2 separate regions of the Mus musculus genome follow, and region 1 is linked to region 2. A link is a contact called in public promoter capture Hi-C data. All regions are on one chromosome and are shown on one strand. The core of a region is the stretch at or near the end of the contact, and the rest is flanking DNA. Distances in the headings are between cores, read along the strand shown. Region 1 overlaps Gm39116 (a long non-coding RNA gene). Region 2 holds the start of Lsp1 (lymphocyte specific 1).

The links. Promoter capture Hi-C pulls out the DNA fragments that hold promoters and counts their contacts.
Region 1: a promoter capture Hi-C map of cranial neural crest shows a contact between it and region 2. The contact joins the enhancer-like site here to the promoter of Lsp1 in region 2. A contact is called at or near these places in 2 of 39 promoter capture datasets (cranial neural crest and liver) and 2 of 9 other capture datasets (adipose tissue and pancreatic islet).

The regions. Positions count from the first base shown.
Region 1 is chr7:142,713,571-142,716,342 of GRCm38.p6, reverse strand. It overlaps Gm39116 (a long non-coding RNA gene), which reads left to right. Exons shown (of 3, transcript XR_870062.1): 3 at 2,492-2,546. Among named protein-coding and RNA genes, the nearest start is that of Gm39116, 28 kb to the left of the region's middle. Within about 2 kb of position 1,337, at least 19 of the 459 cell types and tissues checked have an H3K27ac peak or open chromatin away from gene starts, as enhancers often do. A contact at or near this core is called in pancreatic islet, where this site is marked.
Region 2 is chr7:142,459,502-142,462,201 of GRCm38.p6, reverse strand. It overlaps Lsp1 (lymphocyte specific 1), which reads right to left and starts at 1,390. Exons shown (of 11, transcript NM_001136071.2): 1 at 1,236-1,390. The coding sequence starts at 1,303.

The sequences.
Region 1 (2,772 bases), core at 88-2,587, 250 kb before region 2:
CTTATAAGCACATATTAGCCATAAAATACAGGTACCATGTTATACTCGGACAGACCCAAAGAAGCTAAACAAGAAGGAAAACCCAGTGAGGAAGCTTGACTCAGGTAGAAGCAGAAGATAAAAGCCAACCAAAGGTTATTAGAAAACAAGCTTTTATCTGTTTAGCATGCAACAAAGACCTCCAGACAATGATCATCCACAGGATTATCAGGAACTCAGATGGCAACCCATGGATGTGTTAGAACTGAGAAAATTCAAGGAAAGTGTCACAATTTTGGGATGCATTCACCATTTGTAAACAAACCGTGACTTCTTTGGATATTAAAAATAGAATAATCCAAGACTGGAAGGATATGGCAAAAGCAATCTAGTACCTGTGTCACATTTACAATGGTTCTCATGATAGAGAGAAGAGGTGAAGAAGATAGCATGACAAAATAGAACCAGTTGGTAGGAAGGGAATAAAATAGTCATAAGAGGCAGATGGAGGGAGGGAACTTAGAGGGAGGGGGTATGGGGAACGGAATGGGGAATTCAGGATCAGGTGTGGGGAAGAACAAGAGAGATGGCTATATGGCCATAAAAATGAATGGAAATCTGCAACTGATGTAAATGGAGGGGGCATTTTTGGGAGGAGACAGAGACCTTAGGTAAGGGAGGTACCCAAGAATCAATGGGATGATCTTAGTTGGAACTCATTACATTGAGAATATGGAACCTAAAGAGGGCATCTCCTGTAGCCCTACAGGAACCCCAGTGGAGCAATAGAGACACCAACCCACCCACACAACTTTCAACCCAAATTTTATCTTGTCTGCTCCCTCCCCCTGCCTAAATTATTTGTAGACAGGTAGGGGGCCAACCAATAACCTGCCCAACTTGAGAATTGGTGTCCATCTTATTGCTTAGAACCCAACTAGTCTGAGATAAAAGTCCACTGTCTCCCCACCCCACCCCACCCCCCAAAATAAAAAGCTGAGCAGATCTAAAGCTGCAGCAGTGTGTGGATTAAAAGCTGACTGGGTCTGAGGGGTCTACAGAGAGCCACAGAGAGGCTCCCTCCCCAACCCCCCAGCAGACAGCTACAGCCAGGGGCAGCACCCCAGCCTGGAGCTGGACTTGGGGAGTGCCAATGCTGATTCCCAGAGATGGAAGGGGGACCCTGGAGCGCAACTGACTGCAAGGTAGTTTTCTGATAGACACAGTGAGCTGATTGGGGCATCTCCTCCCGAGCCTTTCCATGTTCGCTCCCCCATAAGCCCCGAGTCTACACAGGACACCTGACAGCCAGACCCGCTCTCCCGTCTGCTTGTGCTGCAGACTGCCTGAGATAAGCGCACAAGGTGCCAGCTGCAACCCCAACCAAGACAGAGCCAGCTCAGAAGCACAGAAGCTGCAGGTCTTTCTACAGTCAGCCCCTCCCAGCAAACAAAAGAATCCGAGAGGACTGCAGTGTCCTGAATTGAACAGCAGAGGGAGACAAAGGTACAAAGGGCTCTGGAACAGGTAATACAAATTATAAATTGATAATAAAGATATATATTCATGTAAATGATACTTAAAAATGAGAAACACAATAAATACCACAGTTGGGATTTATGGGATGATATTTTGAATGGTTCGACAGGGATGGGTTTAAAGGAAATAGAAACCTTGTCATTTAACATTAGTGCAATATTTATTCTCTTGACTTACTACATCTTCTCAAAGACTGGGCCCTAGATAAAACATTACATGCCTTAGGAAAGGGATTGGAGCAGACACTAGAGAAGTTTATAGATGAAACTGAGCAACAGAGAGATAAAACTTGGCAACACAGCCTGGAGGAAACACTAGAACTGAAGGTTCAGGATTTTATAGGTCAAGATAAGCAACAGAAAGGGGAGAAGAAAGGTTGGAGACAGGAGCTAGAAAAGATACTAGAAAAAAAGATACAGAATTTCGTAGGTCAGACTGAACAGCAAGGAGATAGAGACAAAATTTGGAAGCAGAGTCAAGAGGATACTTTACTAAAACTAGTAGATCAAAATAAGGTAGATGCTACAATAACAGAATTACAACATAAAGAAGGTTTTCAAATGTGGAAGCCGAACCTTGAACAGAGAATGCAAGAACTCAAGGAACAGGAAGAGCAACAAAAGGAGAGACATAAACACAGACCTTAAGGGAGGAATTTAAATTTTCAATTAAGGAAAATACTCAGGTAGAGACAAGAGAATTAGAGAAAGCCAACCAAAGGCTATTAGAAAATAAGCTTTTGTTTATCCAGTTAATATACAACAAAGACCTCCAGACGATGATCATCCACAGGGTTATCAGGAACTCGAATGGCAACCCATGGATGTGTTAGCACTAAGAAAATCTAAGGAAAGTGTCACCGAGTTGTGTGTTTTTGCAGGAGCTTATTGGAGTTAAAGATTTACTGCAACACCCATCCCATGGGCAAGCACCAATCCTTAACACTATTAATGATACTCTGTTATGCTTGCAGACAAGAGCATGTCGTCCTCTGAGAGCCCCCCTCCACCCACAGCAGCTGACTCAGACATCGACAGCCAAACAATGGATGAAGCTTTGGGACTCTTATGGAAGAATAGGAGGAAAGATTGCAGGCACCAAAGGGGATAGGAATTCCACAGAAAGGCCAACAGAGTTAACAAACCTGGATCTTTGGGACTTTCAGAGCCTGAAACATCACAAAGAACATACCTGAGCTGGACCGAGGCCTCCCTGCTCATATGTAGCAAACATGCAACTTGGTCATCATGTGGG
Region 2 (2,700 bases), core at 141-2,640:
CTTGGGATGTCACGATGCATGTCCCCCTTCCCAGGAGACAGACTTCATAGAGCCTTTCTGGGAACAACATGGCCCTGGAATCCCAAGGCTGGCACAAGGGTGCTGACCCAGACCAGGCCAGTCTCTGCTTAGCCTCAGACTCCTTTCCTAGCCTGAGGGTTCCTTGGACAACTTTCTAACCAGGGTCCAAATGCAAAGCAATAGTGTGGAGACCCCCCAACATGCACCCCTCAAAGTGAGGTTTCTTCCCATTATCATTGATAAGGATTGAGGAATTGCTGTTCCTGCCCAAGATCTGGCGTCCGGCTTGCGAACTGCAGAGACCCTGCAACCCCTGCTAAGGTGGGCCTTATCTCCTTGAGCCTGTGGCTGAACCCTAAGAGTCACACTCTCCCTGGCAGCCTGGCAGCTCCGGTAGCAATTTTATGTTTTACCTCTTTCTTCCCCTTCCTCTTACACACCTGGACCGCAGCCCCCACATCCTGCTCCCATGAGGCTGCTAGCCTCTGACCTGTCCCCAAGACCTGACACCCTCTTCTGAGACCTGTTCCTGGGACAGGGCAGGGCAGGCACCAATGGCCTGGCTTGGTCTCCATGTCTACCCACTAACAGCTTCCCTTCTCATTACCCCCACCCCCACCTTATGACCCAACACAGGAAAGACAGGGAACACCCTTCACATCCCTTTAAATTGCAGATGCCCTTAAGCAGCTGACAGCCTAAAGGCCTCTGCCCAGCCCTGTCTGTTGCAGGGCAGTGGCCCCCTTTACCTTTGCCAATGTTCATTCCCATACCCACTGTACTTAACAACAGTGCCTGGTCCATAAGACACCATTGACCTTCTCTATCCTCACATAGCAGCTTTGGGAACCCCTGAGGCCTGGTCACCTCTCAGTATCTTAAGGCAGGCCAGACCCCTCAGACAAGCCTATAGGTGCATGAGGTCAGGATTCCTAGGCCTAGTTTCTCCCAACACAGCTACTGCTCTCTCCTGCTGTTCAGGCCATATCCAGCCACTCCCAGTCCCTTCCACACCAAGCATCCATCTTCTCTATTCTGGCTATGAACCCTAGCCAGGAAGATAGCCTTTCCCAGTTAGGCCAAGCTGCAGAGGGAGATAGAGGAGATACACACCTCTCTGGTAAGAGAGGGTTTCTGAAGGCTATCTAAGTCCTATCTGAGATTCTGCCTACTCAGCACTTGGCACAAAGCAAACTGCCCATAGTGGAACTCACCCTTCGCTGTCTTCTGCATGGAGCTCTTCCTGTTCCTCGCATCTGGGATCGATGGCAGCCTCCGCCATGGGCCTGGTGTCTTCGGTGTGGGTGCACTTGTTATGGCTCCTGGTGTTTCTCTGTAGATGGGCGGTGGCCTAGAGCCTCAGCCCCCCACCCTTCCCGCCCCAGGTTTCACTTCCTCCTTCCTGTAGCAGGTTGAGGTTTGAAACCTATGGGGCTTGGGTTTTTTTTTTTTTTTTCCTATGTTGCTGCAACAGAAGAAGAGTTAAAACAAAACAAAACAAAACAAAAAAACAAAAAACCAAAAACCAACTAAACCCAAACCACTCATCAGGAAGTGTTGAGCAAGCAAGCTATAGCCTCCTGGAATGACAGAAAAGGGCTGAGGGTAGAGGTGAGTAAGGCTACTCCTTGCAACTCTGGTCCATAGACCTGAGAGTAGCTATGTCTCCCACAATGTCCAGAATTCATGGTCCCTTTAGTGTCCGTGGACTGCTTTCAATTGCTTTGCATGGAAATCTTCTGTGCTTCCAAGTGTGCTCAATGAACATGGTGGAACTAGTTCTTGATGCTTCAAGGTCATGGCCTTGGACACTCTTAGTTAGCCTTTGCTCCCCAGCCATGTCCAGGGTCCCACATGTGGTGCTCCCCTAGTCTGTGGTTCTAGAGCTTGTCTCTATCTGTCTCCATTCCTAGCTGCTGGACGCTCTTGTCTCCCTGCTCCATCAGCTCTCTCTAATCCTGCCTCTGTGCTCTGGGCATTTGGAACCAGTCGAAGAGTCGGTTGATGTTCCCAGCTATGCTGGGGTGGGTCATGGGTTCTCCTGAGAGGCAGCACCAGAGGAAGGACTGAGGCTTTTGGGAGGGAACCAAAGGGACTATAAAGGAATGATGGGGAATGTGATAGCCAGATCCCAAAGTCCCGGGACTTGGGCTAAAGTGTCACTGGGCCAAGTTGAGGCAGCCACAACATGGTAGAGACTCTCTCTTTGAAGCTTGCTGACCCAAGAGATAGAAAGAAAGGAGCCAGTGCCCTATTTCCCAGCACTGGGCAATGAGTGACCTCGGAAATCTCACTATGAGGTCTTACAGGAGAAGTGCAGAAAGGCAAGAGAGCCTTAGGGTGTTGGGAAACTTAGTAGAAGCTGTAGAGTATCATCTAGAGGTAGACCTGTGTTTGCAAGCCTGCCTGACTGCAGGGAGCCCTTTCTTATCCACATGGTCCAGTGGAGGCAAAGCCTTGCTTACTCTATCCCAGTCCTGAGGAGGGGGCAACAGGAAGAGTGAGTATTGTTCAGCAGACTGGGCAGGACACCTGCCTGCTTTTTCTTCAGCCTCCTCTCTCTCTCCTTTTGCACTTTGCTTCCTTGGGACCCTCCTAAGTGCTCTGTTGATAAGTGGCTGGGAATGCATTTGGCAGGTGACAGAGTTATGCCACTTCTGTCCTGACACCTCTTAAGAG